2 separate regions of the Mus musculus genome follow, and region 1 is linked to region 2. Evidence: chromatin contacts called from public HiChIP or PLAC-seq data. All regions are on one chromosome and are shown on one strand. Each heading gives the region's core, a stretch centred on a gene start, on an enhancer-like site or on the middle of the called end of the contact. The rest is flanking DNA. Distances are from core to core; before and after follow the strand shown. Region 1 holds the start of Ripor2 (RHO family interacting cell polarization regulator 2). Region 2 has its middle 63 kb from the start of Gm22013.

Evidence for each region. HiChIP or PLAC-seq counts read pairs in DNA pulled down with a chosen protein or histone mark.
Region 1: a contact with region 2 is called in an H3K27ac HiChIP or PLAC-seq map of double positive thymocytes, with 2.9 times the contacts expected there. The contact joins the promoter of Ripor2 here to the enhancer-like site in region 2. A contact is called at or near these places in 2 of 484 Hi-C or Micro-C datasets (CD4 T cells and nephron progenitors), 6 of 115 datasets of contacts at active chromatin or transcription factors (CD8 T cells, double positive thymocytes, embryonic basal ganglia and 3 more) and 1 of 9 other capture datasets (adipose tissue).

What each region holds. Positions count from the first base shown.
Region 1 is chr13:24,635,717-24,642,461 of GRCm38.p6, forward strand. Ripor2 (RHO family interacting cell polarization regulator 2) reads left to right here and starts at 2,932. Exons shown (of 23, transcript NM_029679.2): 1 at 2,932-3,220. The coding sequence starts at 3,172.
Region 2 is chr13:24,545,974-24,553,264 of GRCm38.p6, forward strand. It overlaps a transcript of Ripor2 not described here. Among named protein-coding and RNA genes, the nearest start is that of Gm22013, 63 kb to the left of the region's middle. Within about 2 kb of position 1,593, at least 48 of the 459 cell types and tissues checked have an H3K27ac peak or open chromatin away from gene starts, as enhancers often do. A contact at or near this core is called in CD8 T cells, double positive thymocytes and regulatory T cell precursor, where this site is marked.

The sequences.
Region 1 (6,745 bases), core at 1,682-4,181, 91 kb after region 2:
ATCAGGAACGAATTCTGTCTCGTTAGACCTATGATGCTCCGTCCATCCGTAACTCATGCTCATACCTGCTGTCTGAGGAGGATTTGTGCTAGGACCCATAGCGGCTACAGTCATCCAGGACAGATCCCAGTCCAAAGAGGAAACTGACCTGGGTTCAGGATCTACCCTTCCATCATATACACACTGCCTGGGGAACCAGCTCAAAGTGGCACTTTGCTCAACCCACTTCCTATTTATTTGCAATTTCAGTTCTGCCCCAGGTTGAGGAGTTGAGCCCAGGAAATGTAACACTGTTTGGAGCAATCACACTTCAGTACCTGCAATATTACTCAAGGTAGAGGTTCTAGGCATCTTGAGATCTGGCTGTTAGGAAGTTCAGAAGTGAGAGGACAGGAAAGGGACAAGGGGCCGGAGGGAATGGAGATAGCTGGGGGCTTTTTAACTGAGTGTGAATAAATGGCTGCTGCTATCTGGATGTGGGCAAAGGCTCTCCCGACGGAGATAAGCCAGGCTGACAAGGGAAAGGAAATGCTTGTAGACTCAGGAACTGCTTCAGAATGCAGTTATCCATCTTCCATCTGATAGGCCTGGGACACAGTGGGTAAGGCAGAAATGGTCCCTGCCCCGTGAGCTCACAGATTAGTGACAGGCAAAGAATGGTCAGCATTGGAAGACAAGTGGGGATGGAAATGATCACTGGGGACATGGATGTACTAAAGATGCCAGTGGTCTGCGATGACCCAGGAAAAGGCTGCGAAGGTTTGAGGAACCAGAGAGAGGCCCTGGAGATAGTGGAGATCTATAAAGGGTTGGCTCACCAGGATCTTGTTAGCAGTGGTGCTGAGGTTATGTTTCTTGTTGCTATGATCAAATACCTGGCTCCATTCGAGAGGATACTGACCATCATGGCCAGGAAGTGCTGGTGGCAAGTACCTTCTCTCCTTGTATTCGGACCAGAGCCCCAGCCCAGGAATGGAAGGTGCTATCCACATCTAAGGCCGGCCTTTCCACTTCAATTAACTTATCTAGGGAACCCTTTACAGACTGGTCCAAGGGTCTACTGCTTAGGTGAGTTTAGATTCGACCAACCTGATGATGAAGATTAACCATCACCAGCAGTGTGGACTTTGGGTTTTATTCTGTATTCCATATAGGGAACTGAAGCAGGATTTAAAGCCACAGAAGAGTCACATTGTGGTTTACAGGGTTGTTTTTTTTTTTTTTAAGGCCACTGTTTCTGCAATGTAGATAGACTATTGTCTATCACTGCCTAAGAAATCAACATACAGTCATTTAAAAGAACACACAGCATTAACTCACAATTTCCACTCGTCAGGAATCCAAGCCCGGCTTTGCTGTGTCCTCCAAAGGATGGGTGTGCCATGAAGAATGTCTCCCCACAAGCCATGTCTCTTTTTTGCATGAGCATCTAAAGTCGATGAGGCTGGGTCATCTTGGACAAGTTAGGCTAACTCTCTGTAACCTTAGTTTGCCTGCCTATAAAGTGGGAATCAAAATACTGAAAGGTTACAGCCAGGTGTAAACAGTCTAATGTCAGGGGATAAGAAGATCGCCATAAACTTACGTTTAGTTCTGTACGGATTGATGCATTAGGGACTTGCTTGTTGAGCAGAACACCCATGAGGAAACACACAGAGAGCTTGCTTGCCCTCTGTGTGCTAAGCTGTCACATGTGTAGTCGTAGTCGACGCTTTCCTCCTAGGAAGGAATGTCCACATGGGAAGGTGGCTTCCTGATGGGGAGTGTGTTGAGTTGAGAGAAGGGCATTGGAGAATGCAGCTGGCAAGGGTAGCCTGTCTGAGCTCCTCTCAAGCCATGGCCTCGTGGTCCAGGTGAGAGGCCTGTACAGTGCTCCTCCTTGGGTGATCCCTGAAGTCTGGCTGTATCCTTAGGTGGGGTGTGATTCAGCTGCTTGCGTTTTCCAGGTCTAAGGATGTCCAGGTTTCCTGATGCTGCCATAGACTCCTCTCCTAGCCTTTGTTGGTCAAGGTTTATACTTCTTGATTCTAATGTCCTCATAAAGTGACTAGGTCTCAGCTTGGAATGTGATGGATGAATTTGTGGGACACTTTGATTTTACATATTGTAAATACACAATTGTATGAGTAAGACAGTTTCCCTGAGGAGGAAACTGAGGCCTGGAAGACTGCCAACCTAAGGATGGACGCAGAGTCCACTCTTGGGCTCCAGGTCCTTAGAATACCCAACCTCATACTCTTCACTCACACACATATAATAGCCTAGTTACCAATGCTGACCTGGGATTTACTATATATAACCCAGGCTGGCATCGAACTTACAGCAGCCTTCCTGCCTTAGCCTCTTGAATGCCACCACACTCAGCTTCTAAAGGTCCTTTTTCTATGGAATGTTTCTGTCTGTCAGACCCACCTACATTTTATAGCCTTATGTATAATTCAAATTCACACCAAAAGAGAGGTTTCAAAGTCAAACAAAAGTCTTGCTTCTCCCTATCATAGTGAAACCTCTGTCGAAACAAGCCCTGGGTACTTGTACCCAGAGGCCCTCTCCAACCGGGCTTTTCAACATAACTCCTGCCTTGAGCCTTGAACTTCACTCTTCACCACTGCACACAACCCTCCCCCATCTCATCATTTGCAATGCACGGCCCTTTTTGAGATCCCCAAAGGCTGGCTGCACAGGCACTCTTGTCTCAGCTGAGATCTCCTCTAATGCTCCGTGTCCGGCTGGTCTCAACTCCCCTGCGGCGGAGTCCTTCTAAGCTGCGCCACAAGCTAGTGTCCCAGAGCCTGACGTGCAGGCAGACGATCAGCTGGAGGCAAGCACCCAAGCGCACCCTGAAGGAGTCGGGCTGAAGGGACCATCAAGCAGCTGTCTCCACCCGCCCTCCTCCCTCGCCCCCCCCCCACCGGTGACGCGCCAGCCCCCGCGTGCGCGCCTCCCCACCGCCCTCTCCGCTACCGCGCTCGCTCCGCTCTCTGCCACCCGCGCGTCCTCTGGCCCCGCAACTTCACCCGGCGCGGCGGCAGCTGGTGCGACGCCCGAGCGCTGGGGCCACGACTGTTACCCTCGGACCTTTCCCTGTTGGCTGGGAGGAACGAGCACCGGTGTCCGCGGAGCCGGAGGTGCACGGCAGCGAGGGGCGGTGCGTGGGTGCCGAGGTGGTACATGCCACCCGGTACTAAGCGTCTCCGGGCACTAGGAGCGTTCTCGGCAGGTAGGTGCACGCGCCTCTTAAACACATTCTCTGCGGCTGATTTTGGTTTCCACCGGCATGAGGTGGGTGTATGGAGGAGTGTCCTGGGCTTGAATGAGCCTGGCATATTAAGAAGAACCCTTGGGTGTCCGGGCTTCCTAGGTCCTGGCGAATCCGGGGAGCCTGATGTGGGCTGGGACGAGAAGGGAAGTTATTAAGGAAGAGGGGCCGTGCACTTAGCGCAGGCCGACCCAAAGGATGTCCCGCACTGTGGAAGGACCGATTGAGAAGGCTAGAGAAGCCTGTGGCACTACCTAAGGTAGGGGCTTGTCAGGGACAGGGGATCCCGCGGGTGGGATCGTGGATGAACCCTGGCTTCCGAAAGACTTCCGGGCACCCAGCAGCGATGGGTGATCCAGCTCAGAGGGAGGATCGCAATTTCCAAGGGCTTCATGTGCCTCCAGACTGAGCAATTGAGCTTGGCTGGGACCCAGCTGTTCCAAATTGGCCACGTGAAACCGGTGAGAATGGGGAAGAGGGCAAGCCAAAAGAAATGTGTTGTTTTTGATGCCAACCTGTGTTTGGAAAGACTGGGGTACGGGGTCACACTTGGGGAACACTCTAACCCTAGCAGGTGTCTGTGATATTGAACGTGCGCGGGGGGTGGGGGGGGGGTTCTGTAGTTCTCCCTCAGGCTATTTATTACCTCATAGCTCCCTCCCACAGTTTCCTGGATAGGGATGCAGACCCCTCGCTGTAGAAGAGGGCGGGCGTTGGAATTCGCTAAGCAGAGCCATTCAGGTGCGAGAATGACAGGACTGTGGACAGTCACAGCTCCTGAGTGAGAAAACAAGACGAAATCCTAGAGAAGCTAGCAATGTTTTTTGGGGAGTGGGGGTGGGGCAGAGTGGGATCCACAGCCCATAGGCTCTGGTCTGGGGGACACCTATATGTTGCATGAGTGACTGTGAAGAAATGTCAACACTTCAGCTGGGGGAACAATGTGATTGTCTTTAAAGCACACACACACACACACACACACACACAAGCTGCCTTTCCTCTCAGCTCCCCTTGCAAATATGAGCACCCGCCCATTGTTTCCTGACACAGTCATTTCTTCCTTCTTCTGTTTCGTTGTTTTTGATGTTAGTTGGTTGGATGGTTTTGTTTTGTTTTGGGAGAGTTTTCTGGGTCAGGTTTGCCTCGCTCCTCCTTCCCACCCTCACCCAGTATTCCTACTAGCCTACTTCTCTTAGAGCAGGCTCTGAGAGTCCCATTCATAAGGTTTAGCTCCACTAGAGCCTTCTATCTGCTGTTACAGCAAGAGAGGTCAGGGCACAACTCCTGCAAAGAACCAGCACCCTCAATCCAATCTCCAGCAGTTACCTGTAAAGTAGGCACCCTCGCTTTGCGGCAATAAATCTTAGGGCAGGGAGGGGGGTGTCTACTCAGTCCAACCTCCAACAACATCAGAGCTCCTGCTGACGTCCCAAGAGTGGAGATCCAGCCACAAGGTGGCCTTTGCCCTAGAAGTTAATGCGTTTGCCTGTCTAAAAGCTGACTGCACCCAACCATCTGAAAAAGAACATTGGAGAATATGTTTAGTCAAAACATAGCACATGTGTTGCTTTTCCAAAAGCCCCCTGATGGGTGTTGTTGCTCTCTTCCTCTGACACTCTGATGTGAGATGTTTTCACTAGGAATATTTTGTCCTCAATATAAATATAGAGACTGCCAAACCCGAGAGAGGGAAGGCTGTTAGCCCGGCCAGAGGCCTTGCCCGGAAGCCTGATTACCAAAACACAGGTTCTCTGACTCCTTTCCTTTTGTTGATTAGCAGAGAAGCAGAGAAGGGACTTGTCTGCTTTCAGGAGTGAATGCCCCAAGGAGGAGGTTTTTATGCCTATTGTTTGGATCTGGGGAACTACACCTATATAAGTGTCCAGGCTTTGGAATGGGGTCATGATAGGCGTGCTGACTAAATCTTCTGTCACTAACAAGAAACTATCCCCACCAGGATAGACCCTAGGACTCAGCTACATTATTAACCATGTGCCTCCTTCTAAATGAACCCAACCACTTCTGTTATTCTTTGTCCCTCCCTCCCTTCCTGCCCCTCCTCCATTCTGTGTGAATGTGTGTGTGAGTGTGAGTGTGTGTGGGTGTGTGTGTTCAGGTGTCTTCTTCTGTCAGTCTTCACCTTATTATTTAAGACAGTCTCACTGAACCTGAAGCTCATCAATTCAGCAAGATTAAGTGGCTGAGAGCTCTAGGGACTTCCCACTCGCTGCTTTCTTGGCCCTAAGATTGCAGGTATGCACTGCCATGTCCAGCTTTTTACGTGGGTACTGGGCATCAAATTGAGGTCCCCATGCTTGTGTGACAAGTACTTTACTAAATGAGCCATCTTCCCAGTCCCTCTTGTTACATTTTGAGCTCATTTTATTACACCCCACTTCTGTTAAGAGGACCCAAACAGAGAAGGGTAGCTATAGAGAGTAGACAATATACCCTTCAGATTTCATAGTTAATGATCAGAGCTTTCTTACAATGGTCCTTTGGGGTTAAAGAGTTTACAAACAAGTGCTCTATTCTAACATCAGTGCATTCAAGGGCTGGAAAAAAATTAAAATGCAGTTTTATTTTTATTCTGAAAAGAAGCAACAAGTCTGAAACCAGCCTCTTGCTTTCCTTGAGAGGAAGTAGGAGTGGAAGTGAAAGTCATTTAATCTGCACAATGGATGATCCCCAGGCAATGGCAGACTTGGCTTTCCATCTGGGCTTCCCTTGCCTGGTTCTGAGCAGGGGCTTCATGCTTGCAAACAGATCTTTTACCAGGGTTAGTCTCATCTACCAAGAAAAGCTCCTGGATGGTGAGGGGTGGGGGTGTACTGCTTGTGTTTGAGGCCATTCAACCAGAAAAGAATACCAACTGAAATCAGACAATGGGTCAAGGGAGTTGGGTGGGGGTGTGGGAGGAGCTACAGATAGGCAAGTGTTTGGTTCCACAAAGGCAGACCTCAGTGTGGAATGGTGTCTTCCATCAGTCCTCATGTAAACAGCCCACAATGGGACTGTTGGGAAGATGTGTTCAGAAAGGGGAAGGGATTATGAAACTGCACCTCTATATCCCAGCAGAGCCCCGCTGTGAGCTTCATTCCTCTAAGCTGTCATATTGTATTCAGTTTCTCCAGGCAGCATCCTTCCTGTGAAAACCTCAATGTAACAGGCATAGGAGCCTTCTCAGGCACTCCACGGAACAGTCCATTCCATATCTTGCATGAGCTAATTCAGAAATACCCACGTTTTTTGGTCCTCCTTGTGCGCCTCCCCTCTGAAGCCACAGGCTTCCTCTCTGGGCTAACGGTCCAGGTCTTTGTTTGGTTGATTTGGTCAAGTAAGCTTATCCCTTACTTACTTAGATTGGAATCATCCCCTGGAAATAATAGGTGTTTTTCTGAGTGTGGCGGCTATCTAGTCAGGATTTGTTAGTCATGGGTCCTCGAGGGGTTTCCTCCTTCTAAGGAAACCCAGACTGCCTCGAAG
Region 2 (7,291 bases), core at 343-2,842:
AACACTGTTACCTAGCTAGCCTGTTATTCTCCAGGGAGGCTGCTTTACCCCAAAGGCATATTAGGACATATCTGAATGTATTCAATTGTAAAATTGTGTGTGTGTGTACACTATAGATTGCCATTGTCATCTGCTGAACTGAAACCAGAGATTCTTTGAAACATCCTACAGTGAAGATGTAGGCCTTCATGAATAGGTGGACTCAGAAACAAAAAATGACAGCTTTGTGACACTGTCTTAGTTAGGGTTTTACTTCTGTGGACAGATACCATGACTAAGGCAAGTCTTATAAAGGACAATTTAATTGGACTGGCTTACAGGTTCAGAGGTTCAGCCCAGTATTATCAAAGCGGGAACATGGCAGCATCTAGGCAGGCATGGTGCAGAAGGAGCTGAGAGTTCTACTTCTTCATCTGAAGGCAGCTAGTGGAAGACTGACTTCCAGGCAGTTAGAGTGAGGGTCTTAAGCCCACGCCCACAGTGACACACCTACTCCAACAAGGCCACACCTCCTAATAGGGCCACTCCCAGGGTCAAGAATATACAAACCACCACAGACACTCTGATCTAAACCAACCAATTTGGAGACCATGGTCATTTACACTGTGTGGAGTCTACAGTTTCTTGAGAACCAAGACTCTATCTACACAAAATACTATTCCCTTCTCACCACTTCCCAGTGCCCAGCTCAGTGTTTACTATACAGTGGGTACACAAGAAAAGCTGTTTATAGTCAACACTTGGGTCATTTAAACTCCAGGGTCTCAGTATTCACCACGCATTAGAATGACCAGGTAGTTACAAAGCGGCAGGGATTGATTCTGAGTTCATTGAACTGTACTCTGACCAGAGCTAGCAACCCTCACACTGGGAGCCTGGAGGCTCCTCATGTGAGAATGCAGTGAGCAGAGAAGACTGGAAACCCCTGCAACCCGAGCCTGCTAGTCACTCGTCTAGAGCAGAAGATACAGATTGTGACACACGTGACTGCAGCTGAAGAAAGCCTGCTCTAAAGTAAGCTAGGCGTGTGTAGTGCCAGTCACCCCTGTGCCACCGTGAGTTGTGGATTATGTAATGGACCAAGAACAAAGTCGAGAAGCTGAAAGACGGCACCTTCCAGAGCGCCACAGTACAAGGAAGAAGTCAGTTGTGAATGGCACAGTAAGATGCTGTGATGGGCACATGTATAGCATACCAGGGTCACACAGAGGAAGTATCACAAGAGAGGAAAAGAATTACCCTGGGTGGGGGTGGGGAGGACAGTTAGGTAAAGGTTCCTGGAGGTGACGTTCTCTCAGCTGGGTGTTGCTGGGTAAAGTCAAGTGTGCAGGCATGAGTTGGATTGGCTGGTGTTAAAAGAGTCAGAAAAAGTGGGGGAGGGGTGAGCAGGATACTGGTGAAGCCGTTCATGAAGGGTTTTGTGCATTAAGTTTGAATGGTATGGGACGGGAAGGCCTACCCACAATGCTTGCCTGTTATAAACGATGTTTAAGTGGAGAACTGATTGGCATTTACTGGATACCCTCACCCTGGCCATGCTTGAGTCATAACCAAGCAATGAACAGGGACACTTTCAGTTACAGTCTAGGTCTCCTGGCTGTGCCAAGCCAGTGCCTGTGACAAGCACCCTCAGCTGGCTTCTCTCCTGCTCCAGGGCTCCAGAGTTCAGAGAATAATGAATTATACGGAAGAATGCAGTGGGCTCCAGAGATTGGCCTGGCTGGCCAGAGCCTGCCCTGTGGTCCTCTCTGTCCTCCTGAAATACCACCACTGGCTACAGCAAGACTGACCCCACTAGACCGTTTCTTTCCTACCATTTCTCCATTCCTGGAGATGGACCCTTTGGATCAATTTGTTGTCTCTTTGACAACCCTCACTACTTCGGCCCTACCTCCTATGCAGCCACATCTACCTCCTTGAGTACCTCTCTCTGCACTCTGCCCCATAGATGGTAAGTGATAGCAGGGCAGGAGCTGTGGAGCTGGAGACCCCATTTGCAAGCTCAAAGGCCAGTCCATAGAAACCATGCAGAGAACAAATTGGAAAGATAGGGAAGAGAGAAAGGGGAGCCCCCTCCCCTGCATTCTGAGGTAAGGATTTCAGTTCAGGTGAGATGAGGTGTGGCCGCAGTTGGGTCAGGATCATTCGTTCATCTGGGGTCAGGGCCATTGGTCATTAGCACTGGCCTAGAACTCAATGCTCTACCCCAGGCTCCAGAACCGGCACATTTTAGTTAGTGCCTGTCCTATCATGCTCACGAGTCCCCTCAGTGTGTCTCTTCTTCCCCTTCCTTCAGTCTCCTGTTCTTCCCTACTCTACAGTAGAAAGTATAAGAAAGACAGTGGGGCTAGCGAGCCGCTGTGGCGAGTGGACCAGAACATGTCTAACCTTTACCTTAAAACCAAGTTGTTACATAGGGAAAGTTTGATTTTACATTTGCGTGGGGAAAAAAAAAACAGAAAAGAGTAGGGATGTCCACTGCTGATGAAACTAAGCTTACTCTATGCTGCTCAAAGTGTGATTCATCTGCCTTTGAATAGAAATGTGACAGATAACCATTTGTGTTCTTAACCTTTAATCCCACACTGAGCCAGACAAAAGGTATGGGCACAGAGATGTCCTTGGGGCATTATCTCAAGCACTAACTACAGACAAGTTAAATCCTAATAGCAGAAGTGCTTGCTTAAATTGGGGCATGTCAACAAAACTCAGCATTAAGACCCATTGATGCGTTTTATAAAGCCAAGGATATGTTTTTTAGAGCACAGTATGGTGGGTTGGGAGAGGGCACCTCAGCGGGCCCATGCTGAGGCATCCCTTCCCCCTAAGGTACCAGCCCCAAGACAGGTCTAGTATAGAATAGAGTTTATTTGGGGGTGGGAAAGGGCGATGAGAAGGGAGTAGAAGCAGAGAAAGGGAGGGGACAGAGAAGGACAGAGAAAAAGAGAAGAGGCCAGTTGGGAACTCATGGAGAGATGGAGAGAAAGAAGAGAGGGAGAAAGGGGTCAGAGAGAGAAAGGGGAGAGAGGAAACAAAGGAAGGGAGGGGGAGGAGGAGGGGAGAGGAGAGGGAGGAGGGAGATGGGGGAGGGAGAGGGAGGCCAAACCTTTTTATAGCAAGCCAGGCCTACCTAGCTGTTGCTAGGTAACTGTGGGGTGGAGCCTAGAAAGAATGCTAACATCTTTGCAGGGTGTTACACTTAAGTAGAAACTAAATTTCTTAATCAACTAAGACTGTATTCTGCTGCAAGTGGCAATCTGACCACAGGGATGCTAACAGAAAGAGGTTATTTTCCCATAAAATAAGAAACCTGGTTTATAATGTTGGCCAAGGGCCAATAGCTCTGCCATTCTCTTGAGAGCTTCATCATAGCTACAGAATACTTCAGTCATTGTGTCTAGGTGCCACAAAAGATGGCAGAGCAAGAGGCACAGGCAAGAAGGCTTTCCCAGAAACCCCTTGCAGACACCCTTCTGTCCTGCCACAGTAAACAGATACCGGCCAAAACCCACCCCAGCTGTAAGGGACAACAGGGACAACAGGCAACAGGATGAGCGAATCAGTTTGCTACCTTAGGTTCACCACTTGGCACAGGGCACATTGCCCTTGGAACAAAAATAGGCAAGAAAGAAGAAATGGAGAAAAGAACCATATTTCACACAAGACAAAATTAGGTTACAGCTCAGATCTGGAGTGTGTGTTCTGAAAGCCTCATGGTTTAAAGATTTGGTCATCTGTCTGGACACGATGGGGAGGTGGTGAAGACATCAGGAGCTGGGGTAGTCTCTCCCTCCCTCCCTACCTCCTTCCTTCCCTCCTTCTCCTCTTCCTCTTCTTCCTCCTCTTCCTCCTCCTCTTTCTTCTCTCTCTCTCCTCTTCCTCACTCCTTCTCAGTACCATGAGATGAAACAGCTTTTGCCCTACCACACACTCCACTGCAAGACATCCTGCCTAGCCACGGCCCCCAAACCTATCGATCCAACCATAAACCAAAACCTTGGAAACCCTGAGCCAAAGTCAATCTTCACTTACCGTTTTTATCCCCAACCTTTTGTCACACCAGTGCAAGCTGACCGATCCCGGCACCTAGGACCACTGCTATGTGAACCTAAGTGTGTATCTGAGTGAGGTTTGGTTAGCAACGATGCTACATAAGGGTGTTGTCCTGTAGGGTGGCCTGTTTTCCCCCACATTTTCTCTGGTGTTTCCAATAGAGCTTCTAAAAGGGAACTAGGCCTTTGGTTTGGAATCAAACGCAGGGGATTTCTTTATATATGTTCACCATAACAGAGAGGGAGGGAGGGAGGGAGGGAGGGAGGGAGGGAGGGAGGGAGGGAGGGAGGGAGAGAGAAAGATAGGGAGAGAGAGAGAGTTAGTTCATTTCTCAAAGCTAGCAGTTGATTCCCCCTCCCCCATAAAGTAACTGTTCTTTTCAACCTGAAAAAGAAACTACATTTATATAACTAATTATATTTGCTCTCCAGATCCCCGTTTTGCAGTTGTGGCTCTTTAGTTGTGGTCTTAGAGCTCCCATTTGCGTTCTTCATAGGATGGTGGCCAAACTCTCCTCTTAACACCTGTCTCCTTCTTGCCAGTCAGAATGTGGATGTGAAAATGTTGATCAGGCTTACTGCAGGTCTCTAGGAGAGCTGTAGCCCAAAGCCCCGCTAGGCTCTAGCCAAGGTTTTTGTTGTTGATGGTGTTTGTTTTGTTTTTTGTTTGTTTGTTTTGAGGCAAGGTCTCACTGTCTAGTTCTGACTGACCCAGAACTCACTATGCAGAGCAGTCTGGTCTTGAACTCACAAATCTTCCCAGCTGCAACCAAAAGTTTTGAGGAGATTCCTGACTTGGTTGGGGGATGAGCTGAGTGATTCTAGAATTTCTTCTAACCCAGAGTTCTCACCTCTCTGGGTTGAGGTTGCTGCTATTTAAATGCAAATTCAAACAAATACAGAGGGTTTTTTTGTTGTTGTTGGTTTTTTTTTTTTCCCCCTTCCCTTCTGTTGATACTAAGGGATGGTTCTAACAATCTGAGGACTGGGCTCTAGGGCTAGAGAGACAGTTGAGATGGAAAAGTACTTGCAAACATGAGGACTGAGTTTAATCTCCAAAACTCAGGTATGGTGGTATATGCCTGTGATTTATTGGGGATGGACACGGGTGGATCCCTGGGGATCACTAGCTGCCAGAGCAGCCCAGTTGCCAAGTTTTCCAAGTTACAGACCCATGGCTTCAATGCATGCATATGCACCCCTCAACACACACACACACACACACACAAGTACACACACAAGCACACGGACAGGGGGGGGGGAGGAAGGAGGGAGGGATAGGGAGATGGGGAGAGAGAGGAGAGAGATAAACAGAGAGGGAGATGGGGAGAGAGAGAGAATAAATTTGAGTGTGGTTTGCCAAGTCTGTGGATAAGCAGAAGCATTCAGAGGCTCTGCATTTGGCTTGATAAGCACAAGACAGCTTAGGAACCCTGTGCACACACGCACGCTAGCGCGAGCGCGCGCGCACACACATACACACACACACACACACACACACACACACACACACACACACACACACACACACACACACACAGATACAGCAGAGGAAGCCTGCTTTTTTTCTGTCTCTCACTCCTCCCTGCTCTGCCTTCCCATCGGGTGGCTGCTGGTGAGACCCCATCCCTGCAGCCTTCATGGTACCTCTGACAGCACTTTAGTTATCTTCCGTGCCTTCTTTCATAGCAGCATGTGCTGGCTAACTATCTCCCCGCCCTTTCAAATTCCTTTCTTCCACCTGACATCTAGCTAAGGTGAAGATAATTAATCCGTGCTGCACAGCTGTTCAGACAACCCACAGGCATTCAACCTGGAAACTGTCTTCCATAATGAGTTCCTTCAGATGGAGGCACAGTAATGGGAATTTTAAGTCTGCTTTGCAGGAAACTAAGGTGGCAGGGTGGGGAGACATCTCCCGATTCCTAGTTCTGATGTGCTGACAGCAACCCTCAGGACCACATCTGCGGGTATTTTAAAATAATGCCTCTGACCTGGTGGTGGTTTAGTTGGCTCACAGAAAATTGAAATTTGAGCTATTGCTGTTGTCTTTAAACTATGAGGCTTCACATGTAAACGCAGCTTTCAGAGATCTCTTAAAGATGTGGCAAGCCCAGACCAGCATTTCTGTGAGATGCCTTGTGTAAAGTGGAATAGGGATTAACCTCTCTATGTTATCACTGACTGACTGGTTGGCTGATTGATTGGACCTGTAGACCAACCAGGGCCTTGTGCAAATTAGGCAAGTGCTTTTCTGCTGAACTACCCTCAGCCGTAGCACACTGTGCATACACAAGGAGAGATGTCAGAAGCACATCTCCTGTCAGTCCCCTGAAGACTGAGGGATTGCGGCCACATGTCCTGACACTCCGCCTTGGTTCATTCATCTTACCCTCCTGGCTCCTGAGAGCATTTGAGTCCTGCAACTCTGCTTTACAGATGACACCCATCACTCCTGTTCCAAGACGGCATGGGATCATAAAAATAACAGTGCGAGCTAAACCACACTGAGCAGTTCCAAAGTCAGTGGGAAACTGGTCTCGCTGGGTCACGCTTCATCGCCCAGGGGATGAAGGAAGAATTCCTCTAATATGAGGCCAGCCTGGACTACATCGTGAGTTCCAGGCCAGCCTGCTGAGCATGAGGTATCTCTCAAACTCCACTGTTCAAAACAGAAAGATGATGACTGACCCACAAACTTTAAAAACGTTCACCAAAATATCGGAAGCGCTTTCTGAGCTATGAATGTCTGGAGTGATGGACGTAATTAACACTTATTTACTATCTTGTAGTTTAAGATATTTAAAACTTGTAATTTAGAATCGTTCTGAGCTGGCGCTGGAGCGTGGCTCAGCAGTTAGGAGCATTAGCTGTTCTTCCAGAGGACCTGGGTTTGATTCCCAACCCTAATGGTGGTTTACAACTGTGACTCCAGGGGATCCCACACCCTGTTCTGAGCCTCTGGGAGCGCCAGGTATGCATGCGGTGCATACATGTAGACAAAACACCCAGTACATAATTTTTTTTAATTTCATAGTTGAATTGATCAGAAATAGGCTAGACTCTCCTTGACGTCCCTGTACAATTTACAATGTAGCTTGCTAGCATCTTTTCTATGCCTGTATAAACTGCCATTCTCTTTTTTTTTTTAACAATAATTATTAGTTTGTGGGGCTGGGCTGCACATTTGTCACGGCGTGCTTATGGAGGTCAGAGGACAGCTTTCGGGAGTCTGTGCC